Regions from separate parts of the Mus musculus genome. Here region 2 is linked to region 1. The links are chromatin contacts, called in public HiChIP or PLAC-seq maps. All regions are on one chromosome and are shown on one strand. The core of a region is the stretch at or near the end of the contact, and the rest is flanking DNA. Distances in the headings are between cores, read along the strand shown.

The links. HiChIP or PLAC-seq counts read pairs in DNA pulled down with a chosen protein or histone mark.
Region 2: an H3K4me3 HiChIP or PLAC-seq map of embryonic limb bud shows a contact between it and region 1, with 6 times the contacts expected there. The contact joins two enhancer-like sites. A contact is called at or near these places in 1 of 15 datasets of contacts at CTCF or cohesin (the NIH/3T3 cell line), 7 of 115 datasets of contacts at active chromatin or transcription factors (the 230-238 cell line, the NIH/3T3 cell line, bone marrow-derived macrophages and 4 more) and 1 of 9 other capture datasets (embryonic stem cells).

The regions. Positions count from the first base shown.
Region 1 is chr11:88,231,887-88,237,866 of GRCm38.p6, forward strand. All of the region lies in intron 1 of Gm38534 (a long non-coding RNA gene), which reads left to right. Among named protein-coding and RNA genes, the nearest start is that of Gm38534, 3.9 kb to the left of the region's middle. Within about 2 kb of position 3,610, at least 249 of the 459 cell types and tissues checked have an H3K27ac peak or open chromatin away from gene starts, as enhancers often do. A contact at or near this core is called in embryonic limb bud, where this site is marked.
Region 2 is chr11:88,761,539-88,767,518 of GRCm38.p6, forward strand. No RefSeq gene overlaps it. Among named protein-coding and RNA genes, the nearest start is that of C030037D09Rik, 46 kb to the left of the region's middle. Within about 2 kb of position 3,758, at least 26 of the 459 cell types and tissues checked have an H3K27ac peak or open chromatin away from gene starts, as enhancers often do. A contact at or near this core is called in embryonic limb bud, where this site is marked.

The sequences.
Region 1 (5,980 bases), core at 2,360-4,859:
GAATCCCAGTATTGAGGGTGTAGCAGAAGCCAGAGGCCTCGAACCAGACCAGTGACTCGTTGTAATGAACATCTGCAAGTAAAGCTGTGTGGACAAAAGGGTAGACTGTGGGACACACTGCAGCTTCCACCATGAGATATATATTTTTTATCTTTGCTTTGTCTTGTTATTTCATGCGGAGGTCGCAAGGGCGGTGGGTAGATGGGAAGGGATGGGGAGATGAGTGGATTGGGGTGCATGAGTGTGGCACCCACAAAAAATCAATACAAAGCTCGGATAGAAGGGTGAACAGCTATCGTGTGCACAGAGCTGCTACGATCTAGTAGGAGAAGAGAAAAGCACTAATGACTGCGTCCCGGAAGTGTAAGTCACAGAAGAAATGGAACTGGGCTGTGACGGCACACGCCTTCAATCCCAGCAGATGAAACAGAGGAACCAGAAGCAGCTGAATCTCTGAGTTCAAGACCAGCCTGGTCTACAGAAGTGAGTTCCAGGACAGCCAGGGCTTCACAGAGAAATCCTGTCTCGAAAAACCAAACTCTAAAACATGCGAGCTCATGTGTGTGTGTGTGTGTGTGTGTGTGTGTGTGTGTCTGCATGAGTGTTTTACCTACAAGAATATGTGTGCACCACATGAATATCTGGTATCTGAAGGCATTTGATCCCCTGGGACTGGAGTGACAGAGGCCATGAGCTGCTGTGTAGGTGCTGGAAACAGAACCCGGGTTCTCTCTGCTAGAGGGCCAACTTCTCCTAACCCCTGAGTCACCTCTCCAGTCTCCTCCTTTCTGCATTTTTTAAATCTTAAATGTAATTAGGTTCTTTCTCCCTCCATTCTTCTCCCTCCTACCCTTCCACATCTGACCAATCTCGGCAAATCCACGGCCTCCTCTTCTTTAGCTAATGATGTTAAATATAAATGAGTAAACGCATAGCTATAATCCACTGGATCTATACAGTGTTGTCTGCATGTATATGTTCCTAGAGCTGATCGCTGGGTATTAGATAATTGATCCCAGGGTTCATTCCTGGGGAAAACTAATTCTCCCTCTCTCAAAGTTGTTAATTGCTTGTAGCATCTAGGGGTATGGCCCCGTGAGAGTTCCCCCATCTACCCATGGGCTGTCAACTGTTGGAATCCTTTAGACCATCTTTAGGCAGCCATGTTGCTGAGATCTCAGGGGCATAGCTTTTCTGACATAGCTAGAAGGCACAGTCTCACAGCAGACGTCCTGAGTCTACAGCTCTTACATCCTTTTCAACTCCTCTTCTGCGATATCCCCTGAGCCTTGGATGCAGAATCTGTGCTGGTGTAAATGTCAGTCATGCTGGCCATGTTTGCATAGGTCTGGGGCATTCTCAAAGAAAAATGACTCTCCCTTGCCCAACAGCAGTTAGCAATCAATAAATAGGTCCTCTGTGCCCAGTGCAGCCCCTTCTAGATCCAGGCTGGAATGTAACTGGTTTGACCTTGTGCTGCTGTGAGTTCACGTGAACAACAACCAGGCTTCTCAGCACCTCTCCCTCCCTCCAGGTCTTACATTCTTCCCACCCCTTCTTCCTTGCTTCCCAAGCTTGGTGGAGGTAGAGTGACTTTTTTTTTTTTTTTTAAAACAGGGTGTGAGAACAAACACCCATAGAACATTCTAGATGGAGGGCTTTGGGACTCTACAGTGTAGGCCCAGTTACTTCAGAGGCTGTTGGCAACAGCTTTCTCCCGTGCCTCCCAAGCTCTGTAGGCAAGACCAGACACATCCAAGAAACACTGTTTTCGCCCAAAGACTCCCCACACTTCCTCACTACCTTGCAGATCAGCCCCCCAGGGCGTTCCCCTGGGCCAGCCTTCACTCGGGCCCATCTCCTCTCACCACAGGCCTCTCCACAAACCCACTCAGATATGCACTAATGCCATTATCTTCCCGAAATTAAAATCAAGCCTCAACCTATAATGTTTCACGGAGAGGGAATTGGGGTTATATATTCCTGCGTTGAGCCGTATTCTATTTCAGTCATAGCATTTAATTATGATTGGTATGTTAGTGCCCACCGGAGCATAACAAATTGTCATTATGTTATTCTGCTGAGTCTAATTTAATTGGCAAGTTGTCACAAAAGCAATTATCCATCATTTATTTTGTTGCCACAACCACATCTCGAAGAGCACCTGCTGTCTGCAAGGAGAGATGTGCCACAGTCTCTCAGCCCTGGATCCAGGCCACTTATCTGACACAAAGACATCGCTTCCCCTCTGATTTAAAAATATGTTCTTCATTTCCTGCTGCGGTCTCATGCATCCTCTGGGGTGGGGGTGGGAGGAAGCCTCAAAGTGCCAAAGGAAATTCACGGGCTGTGAAGTCGCCTGAGGCCTCACAGGGAGGCAGGAGGCCTGTGGGATGCTGTCAGGGTGTGTGTGGAGGGCAGGGAAAGGGAGCTGTCCGGGGTCTGACTGGCTCTGTTTAGGCAGCCACTTGAGGGGTGATTTATAATATTGGCTCTTCTGTCTTCCTTTGACATACCCCGTACTCACTCCCTAGGGAACGGGGACTGTTTTGGGCATTTCCCAGAGGGAAAACTTGAACCCCTAGAACCAAAGGCCCCAAGTCACAAGGGACGTTTGAGGTTAGTACCAAGAACTGGTAAAGATTTCTGAATTCCAGAATTCTCCTGATCGGATGCTCACTAGCAGAGCCTGGTGGTTAACAGACATGCCCGAGTCCCAGACTGTTCAGGGACGGTCTTCTGTCCACAGAGCTCAGTTTCATACGCCCTATTTTATCATGTCAAGCTGAGGCAGAGTAGAAACCAAAGGAAGGAAGGGAGGAAAGGAGGAAGGGAGGGAGGGAGGGAGGGAGGGAGGAAAGAAGGAAGGAAGGAAGGAAGTAAGGAAGGAAGGAAGGAAGGAAGAAAAAAGGCCAAGGGCAGGTCATTAGATGTCATTCATGATAGAGCCTGGCACAGTGATGCCCAGTCTCCCCGAAGCCTTTGCTTGCAGACCTTTTAAGAGCCTGTTACCCCCACTCCCACAGACCCACCTGTCCACTGTTTTGAGCAGTGTCTCCCAACATCTGCACTGCGAGGCTCCTGAGAGACAGACAGGGGAGCCAAGTTGTCACGGGGATGTTTCGTTTTCCCTGAAACTGAGAAGCCCTCAGGGAGGGTAAAGCCTTGGGTTGGTTTGTTCTCTATAGATTAGAAGCAGGTGGAAAGAAATTAGCCATCTTATCCTCACTTCTGGAATGTTCTTATTAGCCCAGTCAACAAGGGACTCATTAAAAACAAAAGCCCCAAACAAACAAGAAACCCAAACTCCAACTAAAACAGAGAGAAACAAAAAAGAAAGCTAAAACTGCTAAGGAAAGGAAGGAAAAAAAATAAAGTCAGGTCTTTAAATAAACCAGCTCCTCCCCCTGGGTCAGACCAGCTCCTCCCCCTGGGTCAGACCAGCTCCTCCCTCTGGGTCAGACCAGCTCCTCCCCCTGGGTCAGACCAGCTCCTCCCCCTGGGTCAGACCAGCTCCTCCCCCTGGGTCAGACCAGCTCCTCCCCCTGGGTCAGACCAGCTCCTCCCCCTGGGTCAGACCAGCTCCTCCCCCTGGGTCAGTCACAGCAATTCCCAGGCTCACTATTTAGGAGCACTGGAAAGTTACAGCTTCCTCAACACAGGCAGACTGGACCGTCTCTTGCGATTCTTAAAAAAAAAAAAAAAAAAAAAAGCTCTCGATGCAGTCCCTGATAAAATTAACTAGGGGTGTGTCAGGTTGCTCCCTCTTGCATCAGTATTGTCCCTAAGGAACCTTCCTTGTGACCACGAAGTCCGTCCTGCCCCACCAGCATGGTGACCCGGACCTTTGCTCTTTGAGGGACGCCGGACGCCTCCCTCAAGTCTGAGGGGTTAGAACTTTAGAGTTTCTATGGAGCAGGGACAAGTTCAGGGCTCAGGGACGGGCTGTGCATGAGGCTCTCTGATCCACCCCCTAACCCGCATGGGCCCGAGCTCGTCAGAAAGTGAGACGCCAGCTTGCATGAATCACGAATGAGCTCACGGGCTCAGACTCTGAAAAGTAAGCTGGCTAAGTGGGTGAAGGACCATAAAAACACCTCGCATCATTCTTGACCCGGGAATCCCACTCGCATAAGCAAATTGCTTGGAACACAGAAGGAAGCCTTGTCCTCTGGCTTTATTTATATAGCGAGAGCAGAGGCTGTGAAGAACAAAGGCGCTTGGAGCACCAGGCTGTCAGTACAGGCTAATGCTAGACTTTCTTTTGTTTGTTAGCAGGGCTGTTGAGCCTACGTAATTTCCTAATTTCGTTAAGTAAGCATGGGTCGAGCACTTCCATAGCTAGAATCAGGTTTCATGTGGCTGTGAATACATCTGAGACAGAGACATAGAAGTCCCTCCAAAGTTACTGTCCAACTGCTCCTGTAAACAAGAACCTTGCCTTCAAGACTGGGGAGGTAGCTCAGAAGTAGAGCACTTGCCTACCACGTGTGCAGAACAACCTAGATTCCGAACACCAAGCACCACAAAAACAAATTACTTCCAACTTTGTGGCTTGAACAGCAGACATGTATTATCTTAATGGCTTTGTAGGTTAGAGGTGAGGAAGGGTTCTTTCTCACTGGGCTAAAATCAGGGTGTTGACAGGCCCACTATATGTTCTAAGGGACAATCAATTTCTTTGTCCTTTTAAGCTTCTAGCATCCCTTGACTTGTGGCCTCACTTTCTTTCCACTTCCAAATCCTGTAAGGGCAAGCCAGACTCTTCTCATATACACCACTTGGGTCTTCTTCCATAGTCACACTTCCCTCTGACTCTCCTGCCCACCTTTTCAGGACCCACGTGCTGGTAACTCTGGGCTCAGCAAATCCAATCTGCCCATTTTATTAAGGTCGGTGGATAGGCAGCCATCATTCCCTCTGCAAACCCAATTCCCCTTTGTCTCGTGATTTTGAGGACTCTCGGGGACACGACCAGGGATGGAGGGGGCTGGAGATACACCATTCTTCCAACCACATTCCTGACCCAGAGGCTCACAGTGCAGTGAGAAAGATACATAACATTGTTTTTAGAGTGTGTAACAGAGCGCCACAGGCCGCAGGCTGCATCTGGGAAGCAGACTGCACATCTGTACAGGACGGGGAAGTTTTGTGCTAGAAGCCAGGTGCTGTCAGCTTGGCCTTGCTCCTTGTTCCAGCACAAAGCCACTCTGCTCTGGTCATTTTATTGGCTGTTCCATGTCCTGCTCTTCCCCTCTGCTGTCCCTGATTTGTTTTTTTTGTTTTTTATTTTTTTTTTTGTCTTACTTTCTATCCAAATTCCAAGATCCACATTGTCACATCATCTGTGACCATCCCCTGGACTTTACACGCCCAGCCCTGGGCACCCAGAACACTGGATTCTACTTAAGTGCAATCACTCTCATGTGCTACCGTCTCCGTCTTAGTGTGTTCTTATGTTCTAATCACTCCGAGGTTGGGCACTGTTAGTTATGATCCTGTCACCCCTACAATGTCTATCATAGTAGTACAAACATTTACACTAATAAGAAATGTGCTGTAAAAAGAAAAAGCCTGGTGGTGATGGAGGATGCTTTTGATTCTAGCACTCAGGAGGCAGAAGCAGGTGGATCTCTGTGAGTTTGAGGCCAGCCTGACCTACAAAGTGAGTTCCAGGACTGCCAGGGCTGTTACAGAGGGAAACCCAGTTTCAAAAAAAACAAAAAACAAAACAACAACAACAACAAAAAAACCCAAAAAACCAAATAAACAAAAAAACCACCATAAATAAATAAATAAGAATAGAAATAAAAGTAAAAATATGGGGGCTAGAGAGATGGCCCAGGGCTGAGAATGACTACTACTGTCCTCTTGTAGAGGACCTGAGTTGGGTTCCTCACACCCTTATCAGGCAAGGAACAACTGCTTGTATCTCCAGCTCTAGAGGAGGCAACGCCATCTTCTGGCCTTTGTGGGTCCC
Region 2 (5,980 bases), core at 2,508-5,007, 530 kb after region 1:
TGTAGTAAGGAATTGGAGCAGCTTCAGAAAAGTTTTCTTGGCCTTCCCTTTGTGGAGATACGTCTGCCACACCTCTGAACATCGATTCCTCGTCTAACCAAAAAGTCTAGAAGCAGGAAGAGAAGAATGAGTGCTTCTTTCAGTGTACTTTAAAAAATTATTACAATTATCATGTGTGAGACTGCTTATATGTGTGTATATGAGTGTGTGTAGAGTGTATGTCTATGTGTGTGTATTCATGCGTTTGTATGAGTGTGTGTGTGTGTGTGTGTGTGTGTGTGTGTGTGTGTAAGTGTATCTGTGTATGTATGAATGAGTGTGTGTTGTGGTGTGTGTGTGTGTATCACAGCTTACATGTAGAGGTCAGAGAACAAGTTATAGGAGCCAATTCTCTCCTATCATATGTATCCCAGGGTCAAAACTCAGGTCTTCAGACTTAGCAGCAAGCCTCTCCCTACTGAACCATATCACTGGCCCCTTGATGCACTTTTTATCAGGGGAAATCTTTCCCAGAAGCCCAAGGGCTCTCACCCTCTTAGTATTTTCCAGGATTGGGTCAAATACGTTGTTTTTCCCCCTTTTTTTCTGCAGCATTGGAGGGTCAAACTCCAGCTATCAGCTAACCCCCTCTTTCACAGAGTATAGCAGTTAGCTTGGACCAGGCCTAGTTCATTCTCTAAGAGCTACAGAAGTCTTCCCAATCCCACCCTGTCACCCCCCCACACACAAACCAACTCACCTCCCACCCATCTACCCCCACATCCATGCCAAAGCACGTGGTCACCTCTTTAGAAACAAAACAGGAACTCAGAGGGAAGCAGAGCGGGTCACAGTTAGGCGGAGCCTCTGGGTAATGCCTGCCATGAGAGGTTTTCAGCACACGCCAACTGTTTTAATTGTACCCACCTTGGGTGGGTTGGGAGTGGGCATCCGCTGGTATTGCCCCTTTTCTCGAAAAGACCTGAACACGTGACTCTAGAGCTCTTCAAGACTGTGACAGATAGCTCCAACTTCCACACTGAGTGCCGGACCGCCCTGATCTCAGAAACTTCAAATGGAGTGCCTCAGTGGGTCATATTTTACCCAGATTCACGAAGTTTGGGAAATGGCCACTTCTGTCCCCACACTCAGGCCATCCCTCTATGTCTTCCAGGTGTCCATGCCTTAGAAAGTCCACAGGAGCCCAGGAAAGTCCAAGGAAGACACACTGTCATCGGGAGAGTCCGGAAAAGAACTGCTCACTCATGAGTTTCACTCATGTCAAAAGAAATATGTGTGCAGTTACTAAAAACAAAACAAAACCAAAAAAAAAGCCTCCTCCTGTAAAGTTGGAAAGCACTCACAAAGGCACCAAAATAAATAAGTACACTTTAGGCTATACTACGCAGAGACTCTTCAGTCCCGTTGCTGCCAAAGGGCTTGCCCCTGCGGGAGGTATGCTCTGGTATCTGTATCCGCTGTGGGTCCACTCCTTCATACAGCAATAGGCTCTACTCTTTAGAGAAAGAGTGAGGAAGCCCAAAACGCTCTGAGGAAAAGGCCCCAGGCACTAAGGAAAGGATGCTTAGAAAGAAGATGGAAGGAAAGGAAAAGGTTTTTCTTTATAATTGAGAGACGCAGACAGACTTGCAGCACAATATGGCTGTGGCCCATAAGCCCTGCCTAGACTTCTAGGACTTATTATCTTTTATTTTTATTTTTTTATTTTCATGTTTTTGGAGACAGAGTCTGTTTAGCCCTGGCTGTCTTGGAACTCTCTCTGTAGACCAGGCTGGCTTTAAACTCCGAGATCCACCTCTGCCTCTGTCTCCTAAGTGCTTGTGCCACCACCACCACGACTACTATCACTGCTTAGATACAGTTTATAAACCAATTCAGAAACCTCGATCCAAGTCCAAACCAAGATACGGTGCCTGCGGAGCTATGCCACTGAGAGATGAGCTAGCTACGCTCAGCTTCTCTACCGCATACAGCAGCCCCAAACACTCAAATACAACTCTCACCTTCTGTTCACAAGCAGCCGGTTCTTGGCACGCTCTTGGGCGACCCCCTTCCGAGCCACTAATTGTGTTTTTGCTATTGCTCATGCCACACCTTTGCCCAGGCTGAGGGTGCTCTTTAGTTCGTATCACTTAGAATGAGCAGGAAGGTTAGCTATTGGTCAGAAACTCCAGGCATGGTGCTGGACCCCTTTAATCCCAACACTCAAGAACGGAGGCAAACCGATCAAGGTAGTTCAGCTGGTACAGTGAGTTCAAGGCCAACCTGTAATACACGATACATTAGCAGAGAGTGTGTGTGAGAGAGAAAGAGATCTTTCAAAGGGAGCTTCTAAAGCCAAGTGTCAAGACACTTGTAATCCCAGCTTTTTAGAATGCTGAGGCAAGAGGGTTGAGAGTTCAAGGCCACTGAGCAGAACTGTCTCAGATTCCGCCTTCCAAACGTGAACTTTCAGTGGAAGGATGGATTAGGGGAGGGTGCATTTTCTCAGAGCGTGCCGAATATTTGTGTGGAGACATCACATCACGCTCATTAATATACACTGTTAATATATCTTAATTTAAAAAAATTTTAAATAAAGCGAAAAAATGGAGCACTTGCCTAGAATGCATGAGGCTGTAGGTTCGTTTCTCAGTACCATAAAAAAAAAAGAAGAATAAACAGAAAGTAAAGAAAAAAATGATGAAACATATTGTTTCAATGGGGTGTTTTGCATGTGCATGGTTGGGTGGGGGGAGGTCAATTTCCAACATGGTTTCTCAGGCACCATCTGCCTTCAGGTTTTGTTTTGCTTTGTTTGGTTTTGTTTTTGAGACAGGGTCTTTCGTTAGGCCCTGGAACTGCCAGATTACTCTAGACTGACTGGCCAATAAGCCCTGAGCGTCTGCCTGTCTCTACCTCCCAGCTGTGGGGGCACAGTGCACGCTACCTCACCAGGCTTTTACATTGTACTGAGGTCTTTATGCTTACACAACCAATCCGTTACTGACTTAGCCATCTTCCCAGACTGTTTAAGGCTGTTTTCTGTTTGTTGTTTGTTTCTTGTTTTTGTTTGTTTGTTTGTTTGTTTGTTTGTTTTTTGAGACAAGGTTTCTCTGTGCAGTCCTGGCTGTCCTGGAACTCACTCTGTAGACCAGGCTGGCCTGGAACTCACAGATACCTACCTGTCTTTGCCTCTGGAGTTCTGGGGTTAAAGGTGTGTGCCACCTCTGGCTGGTTTTTTTGTTTTTGTTTTTTTAATAATAAAATGATAAAGCGAACTTCTAAGACGAGCAGAAAGCTATAAGCCCACTTCCTGAGAACTGAAGTGAACTGGGTGTTTTAGTCTAAACTATTTTTTCCATCACTAAATGTTACACAAATTATAGCCTAGACATCCAGAGAGCCATTTATGTAAAAGCACAAGTAGGAAAAATGTCAGGATCAAAACGAAAGGCTTGGCCTGTAGATCTTGCCAGGATTTGCCACGCTCCCCTCCCCCATCTTTATCTGTAAACTGCTTTTTTTTTTTTTTTTTTTTTTTTAATGGCCTCACTTCTTGAATCAAATTCTAGGAATCCCCATTTCTTACTTTTTCTGTGTCTCTCCTGCATAAAGATCTCTTTAAAAGTCTGCAAGAGAGTCCTGAATAGGGAAGTTTATGCTAGTGGGAGATTTGGCAGTGATTTTTTTTTTCCTCTCCTGAAAGGGGTCCTTCAAGAAACTTCCCTCTTCCAGGGAGTCAGCGGCTACACTTTCCCAAGAAAGGCGGCTCAGAAATGGGTGGCTGTCATCAGGTCCCAGGTCTTCAGACAATGGGGACTCTGTTCTGCTAAACACCCCTGCAAGCCTAGACTGCCCAAAGATGAAACTGAGGATCATCTTCCCCTAACTTCAGGAAACCCACTCCTCTGGCTCTTCCTTCAGAAGGTGTGGGAGGCTCACGGCAAGCATTCGCTTTCTGCCATTTTGACAGCGGGAGTTGGGCATTCATAATGAAGGGTTTCTTGTTTTCATTTAAAAATTTTAAAATATTTATTTATTTTGGGTGTGCCTGCACATGGTAAGGAGTGTGTGTGGAAGTCAGAGGACAACTTGGAGTCAGTTCTCTCCTTCTGTCACTTGAGTCCTGGGTCCTGGGGACGGAACTCAGGCTTTGCAGCATGTGCCGTTACAGAGCCATCTCTCAGCCTCCAAACCTCTTTTTTTTTTTTTTTTTTTTTTTTTAATCTTGGGAAGCGTTGGGCTCACAGGGGCGTTGTTATGTGATCAGTCATTAGACCCAGAATAAGGGCCAGAAACCTAGCACCATGTGCTATGAGAGCTAAAAATAGAATTGAATGTGGACACTGTGCTTAGAAGCCACCATCTCCCGAGTGCTCCTGCTTCCAGGCTGGCAAGGGTCTCCTGTAGCAGCTCCTTGCAGTAAAATGAAGGGAGCAGTAAAATGAAGGGAGCCAGCCTCCGGCTGTAAAATCTGCTCCCCTGGTTACTCGCCCTTACTTCTGGGAAAGTGACCTGATTGCTGCGTTCCTTTCACTTTCTCAGAAAACAGGATTAATTTTAAGCACCGAGAGGCAGGCGACGAAACGTCTTAGGAGCTCCAGTGGCTAGGATGTTTGACTGTTGCACGAGGCTGCTTTTATGCTTATGTTTGATGAGGTTTCTGTTTTATCTTAACACAGGTCTCATATATCCCAGGTTGGCTTCAAGCTCGATATGTAGGCAATGATGACCTTGGACCTCTGGTCCTCTCGTCTCTACCTTCCAAGTGCTGGGATCATCGGTATGAGCCAACATGCTTGCTTTATGCAGTTCTGGGGATTGAACCCATGGCTCTGTGCGTGCTACGGAAGCACTCTACCAACTAAGCTACCCCACAACTTAAAGATAAGATTTCACTATGTAGCCCTGGCTGGCCCGAAACTCATTATGCAGATCAGGCTGGTCTCAAGTTTTCAGTGATGCTTCTGCACCTCTGGGATGATGGGCACGAGCCAGCAAGCGGGCTTCTATTATATCCATCTTCGTAGACTGGGCCTTGTGTGCTAACCTATAATTCTAGCGGTCTCGGGGGCTCATTAAATTAAGTTCATATAATTGACCCACTGTGGGATGGGCATCATTCTATCCCATCTGCCCTTCACTTTGTGGCTTGAGATGCCGGAGTCCCTCGTATGTAAGTCATTGCTAGGTTATGTTATAGGAATCCACATGGGCCCTTTAAGCTTCTATCTAAAAGAGGCACAGGTCATGTCTGCCAGGTGTCACTGGCCCAAGTAATAAAATCAAATCCACCCTTAATAAAGTGGGAATGTGGCCTGGGGCGCTGGCTAAGTCAGTAAGCCATGCACACTTGAGGATCTGAGTTCAGATTCCCCAGAACCCAGGGGAAAAGTTGGGCATAGTGGCTCATGCCTGGGGAAGGGGAGTGTGGAGACAGGACAGGTGGATCCCTCAAAAAAGTAAAGGCAGAAAGTGATTGAGGAAAGACACCCAAAGTCAACCTCTGGCCTCCACACATGTGTGTGTATACACTTGCACATGCACACATTAGATAGAGTCTTGCTGAGACTAACAAGAAAGGTGAGATCGCACCCATGTTGTGGTTCCCTCCTGAATGTAGCTCCACTCCACACACAGAAGTGTGCACACATCCACATTGACAAGTACATACAACCATACACATACACATAACATATATGTTTTCCCTAAACGGGAAAAGCCCATGGATATTGCAAATACTAAATTCTGTCATTGCTACATGACACCAAAATCTCCAACTCCAGAAGCAAATATGGATACTTTTCCTTTCTCATAAAATAAGCACCCACATGGTTGCTGTCTTAGTTTGGGTTTTACTGCAGTGAACAGAAACCACAAACAAGGCAACTCTTATATAAGGACCACAATTAACTGAGGTTGGCTTACAGGTTCACAGGTTCAGTCCATTAGCATCATGGCAGGAAGCACAGCAGCGTTCAGGCCGGCATGGCGCTGG